Regions from separate parts of the Sus scrofa genome. Here regions 1 and 3 are each linked to region 2. A link is a contact called in public Hi-C data. All regions are on one chromosome and are shown on one strand. The core of a region is the stretch at or near the end of the contact, and the rest is flanking DNA. Distances in the headings are between cores, read along the strand shown. Region 1 overlaps AUTS2 (AUTS2, activator of transcription and developmental regulator). Region 2 overlaps AUTS2 (AUTS2, activator of transcription and developmental regulator). Region 3 overlaps AUTS2 (AUTS2, activator of transcription and developmental regulator).

Region 1 (3,746 bases), core at 510-3,009, 620 kb before region 2:
GACATATTTATCCCGATACACAATACACATTGGTTTTTTTTTTTTTTTTTTTTAACAAGTTCCAATTTTTTTTTCCTAAGGTGGTTTGATCATTCGACAGTGATATTTATGCCATTTTGACAGGTCTAAATTGGGGCCCATCTCTCATTTTAAACAAGTTCCTAAGCTCTTGGAATCTGTGAAATAGCTGGTCATTGTCATATTTAATACAGTTTGGACTTGCCCGTCAGTGTTATTGTAAGTGATAAGTTGCTCTGCTGTTTTAGGATACGAGGCCAGGTGTTGAAGTCCCCGCAGGTAGAGTTTGAAGAGGAACTGGCTTGTGTACTGGGAGGTGGAAGACTCAGGCCTAAACCCTTCCTGCCAATATTACTTTCCAGGACAACCTTTTCAGTCTTTCTTATTAGGTCATCTGTGGGGATCATATCTTCTTTTTCTGAGGGTAGGAGACTCTTGGTTTCCCTCTGATAAGGAGATCTGTGATTCCTTGCTTCCCATGTGAAGCCAAGAATCCTTTGTATGAGTTGTAAGCTACAAAGTGAGCACTTTGCATCTTGTTTGTGTGTGAGCGTCCGCACAGGTAAAGGCTTCTCCCCCTTCCCCCATCACCCCTGCAGCTTGATGGACACTGGCAGGCACACCACATTTGGCATTTGCAGATCCGCCTCGTTTTCAGCAGATGCCGTCACCCACCATTTGGATTTACAAGGTAAACAAACCAAGGGATGGATGTTTTTCCTGGCTGCAGAGTTTTTTTTTTCTCCCCCCTTCAAAATGGTTCACCCTAGGTGTCTTTAAAATAGCAAGTTATTCTGCTGGATTTAGATGGGATTTTATATATAAAAATTCCATTTACACACTTAACAGGAGGTTGTGTTTGTAGAGCAGAGTGATTAATAGCCAGGTTCTGGAGTCTTAACCCTGAGCCAGGTTAGGATCTCAGCTTTCCTACTTTCTGGCTGTGTGAATCCTGGGCATGTCAGTTAGGGCCTCTTAGCCTCAGTCTCCTCATGGGCAAACCAGGGATCCTCGCATCTCGTGGAGAACACTCTTAGATAACACTCTGTAGAGTATGAGGACAGTACAAACAAAAAGTGCTCTGAGATTAGGAAAGTCTCAGCTATCGAACAGCACCCCTTTGGCAGTGTCCCTTTGAGTTGTTGTGTGCCTGCCCTCCCTTCCCTTCTTTGGATGTGTTTGTAAACTTGAAGAGAACGGTTCAGAAAAGAGCTCACGTTCCTGCTTGGTCGCATTTCTTCTGTTCTGTGGCTTGACATGATGGATGGTCAGGAGGGCCTGCAGAAAATCAAACCATGAATTACCCTGCCTTGGGTAACGACAATGGTTCGGGTGGCAGCCGCCTAATTTTTCTTTGACTTTTCTCTTCTCCAGGCAACAGCAAATAGAGGGGGAGGCAAGAATATGCCTTTTAATTACTGCGTTCTAAATTCTTGGAATGGGCATCGTCTGTTTTCTCAGGATCAGACTAGAAGGCGTCATTTTACTACAGAAGAGCCAAGAGCCAAGACTTGTCCTGAATGGATGTGGCTTCGGCAAAGCATTTTTAGCTTAAGAAATGAAAGCTTTGGATCGTATTCAGCGTCTGTGCTTCACCAGGCCGCTCTTTATCCTTTTAGTGAGTCCCATTTGTCTGTCCTCTGTCAAGGGCTCGTGTACACCATGCTGATTTAGTACTAACTGGGGAGATTAGAAATGCCTTCCCTGGCGCTGTCAGCTAAACCTGAATCAGTGTCTGTGTACTCTGACCCATCCACTCAGAGAGGTTTACCCTTTGCTCTACTGCTCACTCTAATAGGCAGAAAAGCTCAGCTCACCCCAGCTTTTATACAGAGGTCAGCTCCAGAAATAGCTCCTTTAACACAGCAATGGAAGCAACACAAATCCAGCCAGCAGATAGTATACAATGGCTGCTTTTAGGCCTTGGAACAAAAGAAAGTAGTTTATCTTGTCTGCACACCGCTCTACTGATACTATTTTCTCTTTGCTGGAGAGTTTATCATTGCTGGGAGCCAAGGCCTAGATTTCCTTCATTCAAATGCCTTCCAAGGGGGAACTGTTTGGTGCATGGGTCATTGTGTTTACTCAGGATTGTAATTTAGGGGTAATTTGGTCATATAGACCCAAGGGTAAATGTGATATTTGATTGATCCGGATGGAAGTCACACCTCCAAAATGCATGGTGAAACTCTTTCAAGAGTCTTAACCTGGGGGATGTATGTCCCCTCTTGAAATTTTGCCTTAGAGCTAGCAATTCTAACCTTACAGCTCCATATGACTTTCAAAACCATGTGAACTTGAGCTGGTAATATCGTGAGTTGCTTCATCCTCTGTTCCTGTCTCCTCAGGTAGAAAATATTACTTTATCAGTGGGTTACATTTCTTTCTCCTCCAAGATTTAACTTAGGGTCTGTTCTATTCATACTTAAAGCCCAGAGCAATGGTAGGTACTTACTAATTATTGAATAAGTGAGTGAATGAATGAATAGACAAATGATTGAAAATGAATGAATGGCAAAGTGAACAAAGATTTGAAGTATATGCCTGGGCATCTCTTTATGTTTGTGTGTGAACAGCGCCCTAATATAGCACCTGAGCAAATAACTTTGAGGAACTTATACTGTCTCATCACCTTCATCCGACTTTCCTATCAACACCAACCAGACACATTTTGGTGATGTATTATTGCATTTCACTTTTTATTTCTTTGCCTCCCCCATGATAAAAAGAAAATTAAACAGCCAAACCAGTACATTAAATGAACTGAAAGCAAGGTCTCATCTATCTTTTGTCTAGCAAAACTCAAGGCAAAAAATGTTGTCTTGGCTAAAAACTTTGTTGGCCAGATCCTTTTCTGAATTATATTTTGACTAAAAAAGAATTAAGTCTTATAAGCTCAGTTGATTGCTTCAGTGATGTTGCTGACAGATCTTTGCATTCTGCAGGAATAGTTGGTGCCATAATAATAAAAAATAAATGTAGATAATTTTGCCGTAATTTCAAAGTGATTTTGTAAAATCATGGTTCAGAATCACTTGTAGGATGTGTTGCAATTTTTACTTCAGAAGCACATACTTATAAGGCAATTGAAGTTACTTTTGACTAGTTTCTCAAGTGATTGATCATAAATTATGAAATTTTAACTTATTAAGTTATTTTAAAAAGAGATAATTTTAAAGCATATGCTGTTTTATTTTGGAGATAAATAGTCCTTTCTCTCTACCCAGTAAAAAGAGTTTTGATTTTCATTTCTCTCAAGGGAAGACAAATATTTGAGGTTATCTTTGATGGAGGAAATAAAAACTGGATGTCTTTTGTCTGTGTATAATAATCACCCTTACCAACTATTTCTCAAGTTTCATTTAAAAACCTTACTTTCCAGATCTTAACCCAGGGGATAATTTTAAGAATCTCAAAGTCTCTTTTATTTTTTCTTAAACTTTTTGAAACTCACTTTCTTATTTCCCTGAGAGTCTTCTTTGGAATGAGGATAATAATGATAATAATATATTTATAATAATATATAATAATAATTATTATTATTATTAATTGTTTTTTAGGGCCACACTCGCAGCATATGGAAATTCACAGGCTAGGGGTCAAATCAGAGGTGCCGCCTACACCACAACCACAGGAATGCAGGAGTTGAGCCACACCTGCAACCTATACCACAGCTCATGGCAATGCAGGATCCCCAACACACTGAGCAAGACCGGGGATCAAACCCG
Region 2 (3,538 bases), core at 345-2,844:
GCAGATGGGGAATGAAAACTCCAGATGTTTGCGGGGGGGGGGGTGTCTCCTTGCCCCCAGGTATGGCCTGGTACTCTTGCAGGGCCTCTGTGGTTGGGGTAGTAGCGTAAGGAGGCCAGAATTCTGGCCAGGGGCCCACCAGACTGGACAGAAGGGAGCTTTGGCGCTCTGGTTGCCCGTGTGTTGCTCAGGGGCATCCACTAGGGGCCAAGTTTGTGGTCATTGAGCACCTCCGCCCTCCCCGCCACCCCTTTCGGGCAGGCGCTACACAGGGCGCTAGAGAACACATGACGGTAAATGTTAGGATGATAGTAATTGTGCATTCAGTGAGGCTGTGGCTTTGCTTTAATCCTTTCCCTGCATCTGGCGGTCACAACCAGCGCCACATTTGTGGATGGAAGGTGTATAAATGACAGTGGATTTGAGGACTAAGGGGAGGGGCACTTGTAACGGCCACTTCATGCGCTGGTATCCTTGAGCCGCTGTGTTCAGCCTTTGACCAGGCGGGGATAAGGTTGGATTAAGTACTTTCTTCGAATACTAGACTCTGGCTGCGCACCCCCCCCCCGCCTCCATTTTCAACAATGTACTTATTGAACACCTACTATGTGCCAGGTGGTTTCCATAACTTACTTTCTCATTTCTCATCACAACTACCCTGAGAGCTGGCTCTCTGCAGATGTGACTGGCCTAGTGGCAATACAGCCCCAGCCTGTGGGCCTAGTGGCCTTTCCCTGCCGCGGCGCAGTCGTGGAAGCCGCAGCTGCGGGGAGGACACGGCAGTGCCCGCCGCGCCCGCCCGCCGGGAAGGCGGCCGTGGGGACCTCGGGCCCGAGCCGCGGGGGTGGGAGGGGGAAGCGACAGCTGTCGAGGCCGAGCCCGGGGACTGCGCCCCCGCGGGGCCGACCCGGCGCCGGGGCCGAGAGGAGGGGCGGCGAGGGGCGGGGCGCGCGGGGCGGGACGGAGGAGGGGCGGCGGCACCGGCGGCTCGGGCTCGGCGCGCCGAGGAAGTCCCGCTCCGAGAGCTGCGAGCGTCTGGAGGAGGCGCGCTCGGCGCAGTCGGGGAGCGAAGTCCGGAGCGAGGGGCCCCTGTGCCGCCGCCGCCCCCTCCCGCCACCCGTCCAGCCAGGGAACCCGCGGCGCCGGCGGCCGATGGAGTTTACTTGAGCGGCGAGCCGGCGGGAGAGGCAGGCGCCCGCGAGCGGAGCGCGGGCCGGAGCCGAGCCAGCCCTAGGCGCTGCCCGTCCGCCCGCGAGCTCCGGCCGGGAGGCGCCGCCGGCCCCGCGTAGCCCGCCCGGCGCCCCGGCCGCTGCAGCGCCGCCCGCGCCGCGCGCCAGTGAGATCGGCTCCGAATAAAGACTCCCAGAGCGTCTCCTCCAGCGCCGCGGCGGTGGCGGCGGGACCGGGACCGGGACTGGTCGGCCCGCGGTGCTGCTGGAGAGGCGGGAGCGGCAGTCGGGGAGCCCGAGGCGGCCGCCGGGGAGAAGCCGCCGCCGCCGCCGCCGCCGCCGCCGCGCGCCCTCCTCCTCCTCCTCCCTCTCCCTCCTCCCCTCCGCACATGGTCTCCTTTGTCCTGTCGCCGCCGCCGCCTCGCTCTTAGCTCCGCGCGCCGCGGCCGCGGCTCGGGCCGCTCCTCTCCGCCTCGCCCGCTCGCCGGCCCGCCCGGGACGCCCCTCCGGTCCCCGCCGTGCCCCGCGGCCCCGCGCGCCGCCGGAGCCGCCCGGAGGCAGCGGGCGAGCGCCGGCTGGGCGCTCCCTCCCGGCCGCCCGCCCGTCGCCGCCGCCCGCTTGGCCTCGGCCGCGCTGGATGTGTGCAGGCGCTGGCGCTCGGCCGCCCCGGAGCTGCCGCCCGTACGGATTTGGTTGGCGTGCCTCCGCTTTCAGACTTTCACCTGGAAAGGAGAGACTCGCGCGGACGGAGCCCGGTCGGAGTTGGGCGTTTTCTCTTCGTGTGTTTGGCTGGCTTTCCCCCTGGTCTCTGACGATCCCCCATCGTGAGCCTTGCTCTGGAACCAAACCATGAACTTGGGGCTGACAGGACTGCTTAACCCTTTACGACCAGGTAATGCAGCCCCGGGGGCGCGGCTCCCTCGCTTGCCGCCGGTGGTCGGGAGGGAGCGGCGGGCCGGGGGTCTTTTGTTGCGGCGGCCGGGCCGGCGGGCAGGGGTGGCAGGGGCGAGCTCCTCGCGTCTGGCGCGCCCGAACCCCCCGCCGCCACCCCTCCTCCCTCCCGCCGCCCGCCCTCCCTCCGCGGCCCGGTCGCCCGCCTTTGTACTTTCCTCCCCTGGCCCGCCGGGCTCCGGCGGGGAGCGGCGGCGCGAGCGGCCGGAGCTACGCGGTCGTGCCCGGGGACCGGAGCCGCCCCGAGGGGCTGCGCCTGCCTCCGGCCGGGGCCTGGCACCCGCTCGGGCTAGAGCTCTGGGCGCTGCGCTCGCTACCGGTGCCGGGGGTAGCGCTTCCCCGCGCAGAGGTCGGGATCCTGGCCCGCACGCGCGGTGCCCAGGGAAGCGAAAGGAGAGCTGGGCTGGGATCGCGGCCGCTGGGCAAAGAACTCGCACCCAAGTTTCGGGGAGGTTTCTCTTTTCTGGTTGCAAAGCCCCTCCGGGTGCGGGTGCGGGTGCGGAGGGCCGTCCGCGGGGTCCGCGAGCGAAGGGAATGAAGGTGGACCTTTAACAGGAGAGGCTGCGTCCCACCCCTGTCTGCTCCTCCGAAGGCTTTTATTCGTTTTCCTCATTCTCCGTGTTCCTTCCTTCAATCTCTTTGACTTATTTAACTTTTCTTTAAACACCAACTACGGCGTCTAGCAATTTTTCAGTATTAACCCCCCCCCCATAAAAAACAGCCAAGAGGGAGCTTTGTTTTTCTATCCTTTCTAGATGCAGCCACTTCACGCCCTCACTCTCCGAAACCGAGCGAGGGGGATGAAACGAAATGGCGAGCAAAACCTGAAGTCGTTAGTATGTAGAGGTGCCCCCGTGGTAAAAAAATAAAGGAGAGGAGAGGATCTGCTCGCTAGCTAAGTCTCGGCTCGGCACGTTTCCATTAGCCGAACTGCTGATTATAAAGGGGGGGGGCAGGAAAATGTTCCAGGTAATGTAAGGAATTGCAGACTTTTTCCTAAAAACAGTGAAAAAGAAAACATCCCAAAGATTAAGATCCAGAGAACCACAAATTTGTTCAAATGCTTTCAAGCGCAAGTAGAATCTGAAAGTTCAGGGAGAAAAAGCTGAGAATGTTCTCGTAGTTCCTGCTTCAGACTCGGGCTGAGAAGCTCTTTTCTGACTTTTCAGGACAGTGGTCCGCCATGGTTGGAACCACCTGGGCGGCAGAAAGAAATGCTGCAGCTCATTTTATGATTAGCCTGAGCCCGCTGCCCTCGTTTCTTCTGGGTGTTTTTACATGGAGGCCTTTTTGAGACCCCCTGCCTCCTTCCCAGTTGCAAGGCATGTATCAGAAAATTAAAGGGCTGGAAGAGCTTTTATTAGCATACTCCCAGGTCGCCGTAAATATTCTGTCGGATTTATTTCCTTAATAATTTA
Region 3 (3,530 bases), core at 512-3,011, 600 kb before region 2:
ATTATTCAGACTTTTAATTCTCTTCAGCTATCTTTACCTAATGAGCCAATTTAAAAATATACTAATAAAGAAGAAATTGTCAAATAGTTCCTCTAGACGTTACTACTAAGTATTTGATGTTTAGAGTCATAGAATCATGCCTTAACAGTTGGTAAAAAAAAACAACAAAAAACAAAAAAAACCAACACTGTTTCCAATTTTAAGCCTTGAGATTGCAGACATTTTAAAGGAAGATCAGGTACCAGAGCCTCTGCCTTTATAATCACATATTTTCCTTTTTGGCCTGCTCTTCTCCTGATGTTCTTAGAAGTTAAACGAGGAATAAATCATCCTCAGACCCGAGATTGGCTGGCCTCTCTGGGTACTGTGGTGGTTGTCTGAGCACCTTCTTTTCAGTTCTGAGTCAGACCAGCGCTGCGTTTCCTAAAGTGCTCTCGACTTCTTCCCAATGTTGTGTTTGTGTGAAGTCTGCCCTCTTCTTAGACTATAAAGTTTAGTACAAAGATCTATAGGTATATACTCTATCCCAGTCCTCTAATTTTCTCTGGTGATGTACAAGGGGAATAAAAGAGCCTTAAATATTGTCTGCTAGTTATCAAGTAGTGGGTATTATTCTCTTAATCTCATTTATATTTTGCTATAGCTATACAGAGAAAGTTCCACTGGCAGCAGTCAAATCCACCAAATTCTATGAGTGTGCTACTTACAGGTCGATGACTAAAGAGATGGCTGTGTCAAAAGCAGACTTTCAGCAGTACATTTTTATTCTCTTCCTTTTCAATAAAACAGCTCTGACAGATGAAAAGAAATCTCTGCTGTATAGCTCAGATTTCCTATGTTAGGCATATTTCAGCCATAAACTTAATTATCATAAGAATTTTCAAATGACTCCAACTTTTTTCTGCACTTGGTACCAGAGAATACCAGGTTCTATTTTTGAGCTGATAAAATCCTCCTTCTGAAAGCATTTGTTTATTATATTACAGCTTCACATGAGCTGAGCTCCATCCTGACCCCGTGTTAAGTGTCTGTGGTAGATTTCATTACATCCATATACTGGAAGTCCTGCCAATATACTGGCAGCAAAATCCTAGTGGAAAATAAATGGCAATAAAAAAGAGAAATGATAGCCTCTGTGAGTGGTGAGGAGCACAGCTTTATTGAGACTGGACAACCCCAGAGTAGTGACTTGGCATGCAGACATGAGCTTAAGAGAGTGTGAGTGAAAGCTGATATTGGAATAACGACTCTGTGGCACAGACATGGGAATAATTTAATTAATTGCACTGAAATTTCTTTGATGAATAGTTATGTGGTGATAAGCATGAGGTCGAACAGCAGAATGAGTTTCAGCTTTTTAATGGGCCAGCACAGCTGCAGTTTTGGATGCCTTCCCACTTTATTTTTCCCTGCAGCTCTCCACCGCTTTACTCATCCACTTCTCTCCAGCTAAGCCTCCCACTAGCGGGGCTCCCTCTCCATGCCTGCCGAGCTAAGGGGCAAGTATATTTGGCCATGGGAAGCAGGCTGGTGACTAGTTTGAAGTAAAAACAAGATCAAACGAAAATTGTGAGATGATTTCCTTATGAGGGCTGCACCTCCCCTCCTCCCCAAATCTCTAGCATGCTTTGCTGCTAAGTTGTATAAAGATTTTAATAAAAATTTTTTTGTCCCTGGAGAAAGAGGCATGTCTTTGTTGTCAGAGAGCTAGAGGGAAATGAGCAATGCATCCCAGCTGGAGCACCAGCATTAATCCCATGATTCGTAGCCCGTATTTTCAGACAGATCAATTACTTATGGCTGTAACCAATCTCTCACCATTTTCTTGCTGTGCAGGGCTCCATTTCCAGACTTGGCAGCTGACATAACCTTCCAACTTGATAGAACTTCAGCTGCAAATCTCTTCAGGTCTGCTGCCTCCATTCATCGCGGTTATACAAATGAGTTGTTAAATAAAAATCAAAAGTCAAAAATTGTGGGAGGTAAACTCTGCTTGGCTCAGTAACACCCGTGGATCTAGGCAACATTCTCAGTTCAGGTTTTTTTCTTTTTTTAACAAGATGAATGATTCACTTGTCTTCCTTCCTTTACTTTTATGGACAGGCTTTGCATGAGAGAACAACCTTCTCTAGAGAGAAGAAATTATCCACAGTGAATGCATTTCTTATCAATTTATAAGTCGAAAGATTAACTCAGAATAGAGAGAAAGGAGATTATGCGGAGACACGAAGGGCATGTACAGGTGAGCTGTGTCTAATGCATTTCACACGGAGTGAGTCACCTCTTTACAGCTGCTAGGCTGCCTAGGCTTAAGGCCAGGAGATTCTGTATCAAAAATAAGTGACCTTGCTAACACTCAGGTGGCAGAGAACATGTAAGCTGTTTATAGAGTATGTCATTGTGTGAATATAGAACTTCTGTCAAGGATCTAAACTCAATAGCCTTTGAGGACTTTACCCAGGATTTATGTAGTGTCTTGAAGACATAACTGCTCCATGTGTTGAAGCCTTCACAGTAATGTCAAGCCTTCCTGGAAGAGGTGATTAGGGGCCAGATGTAGGAAATTATGGAATTTTGTGATTTGACTCACTTAAGACATGCAGATGTGTGGCTGTTGGTAAAGCATGCATTGTTCTCTTCTGTGCTCTCCTTTCTCATTGTCTTCCCATCATTTCCATTCGCTGACATGCAGCCCTTTGAGAACATGTTCATTTTCCCCATGGTAACCAACTGTGAAAAACTTCCAGGAAGGAAAAAAGGAAAATGTGTTCCTCTAGGGAAGATAAATGGTTTAATGTTCAACCTGGGAGATTTGTGCGTATTTATATACATATTTGTGTGTGTGCCATGAGTGCTTGTTTCGTACATTACTGCATGCTTTGGAAGCCTTGTCCTACTTGGGACCCATTAGTGATGTCCTTTTGGAACAGATATTCATGAACTGTGTTAACAATTAAGGAGGTGAATCCCTGCTGGTACAGGCTGACAGCCACAGATTCCCCTTAGGCTTGTCTTACTTTGGATTGATTCTAAAGAAGCGTAGGAAACATGCAGAACATATTTGTTTGATTTGAAAGTTAAAAAACCTGTCTATGCCTGTTTTCCTCCCCATTTTTACTCCAGCCTTTCTTAGGCATCCCACAGTGAATAATAAAACATAAGTCATACAGTACCATAAGGCACTGCCACAACTCTGGCCCTGCTTTGGACTTTGTTTTTTGGTGGATCTGCATTTTATTATGATTCATTAAGGAGAATGGAAAAGACCCACTGGTAGCCATGCATGACAGCGCCCCATCCTCAGAGCCTGCCAACAATGGAAAGTTAGAGAGAAGAGAGTTAGAAATAAAACAGCGGTGAGATTTATAGTTAGTGAGTTCAAGTTGCTTTTTCCCTAGGTGTTCTTTAGTGAAACAAAATGCAGTGGTAGCTTGGAGAAATTATGGATGCTTTCCAGCAACCCCCTCCCCCACCAAAAAAAAAGCAGCTTAGGAGTCTGTAAGCCTTCTCCCTTGGTTGCAGTTAGGAAG

The links. A called contact is a pair of places that touch in the nucleus more often than the background predicts.
Region 1: a contact with region 2 is called in a Hi-C map of liver, with 2.1 times the contacts expected there. The contact joins two enhancer-like sites. A contact is called at or near these places in 6 of 47 Hi-C or Micro-C datasets (embryonic fibroblasts, epiblast stem cells, liver and 1 more) and 1 of 2 datasets of contacts at active chromatin or transcription factors (skeletal muscle).
Region 3: a Hi-C map of skeletal muscle shows a contact between it and region 2, with 8 times the contacts expected there. The contact joins two enhancer-like sites. A contact is called at or near these places in 3 of 47 Hi-C or Micro-C datasets (embryonic fibroblasts and skeletal muscle) and 1 of 2 datasets of contacts at active chromatin or transcription factors (skeletal muscle).

The regions. Positions count from the first base shown.
Region 1 is chr3:14,081,437-14,085,182 of Sscrofa11.1, forward strand. The region is part of intron 2 of AUTS2 (AUTS2, activator of transcription and developmental regulator); the gene reads left to right. Among named protein-coding and RNA genes, the nearest start is that of AUTS2, 520 kb to the left of the region's middle. Within about 2 kb of position 1,760, at least 15 of the 83 cell types and tissues checked have an H3K27ac peak or open chromatin away from gene starts, as enhancers often do. A contact at or near this core is called in liver and skeletal muscle, where this site is marked.
Region 2 is chr3:14,700,102-14,703,639 of Sscrofa11.1, forward strand. All of the region lies in intron 5 of AUTS2 (AUTS2, activator of transcription and developmental regulator), which reads left to right. Among named protein-coding and RNA genes, the nearest start is that of GALNT17, 320 kb to the right of the region's middle. Within about 2 kb of position 1,595, at least 47 of the 83 cell types and tissues checked have an H3K27ac peak or open chromatin away from gene starts, as enhancers often do. A contact at or near this core is called in liver and skeletal muscle, where this site is marked.
Region 3 is chr3:14,103,885-14,107,414 of Sscrofa11.1, forward strand. The region is part of intron 2 of AUTS2 (AUTS2, activator of transcription and developmental regulator); the gene reads left to right. Among named protein-coding and RNA genes, the nearest start is that of AUTS2, 540 kb to the left of the region's middle. Within about 2 kb of position 1,762, at least 7 of the 83 cell types and tissues checked have an H3K27ac peak or open chromatin away from gene starts, as enhancers often do. A contact at or near this core is called in skeletal muscle, where this site is marked.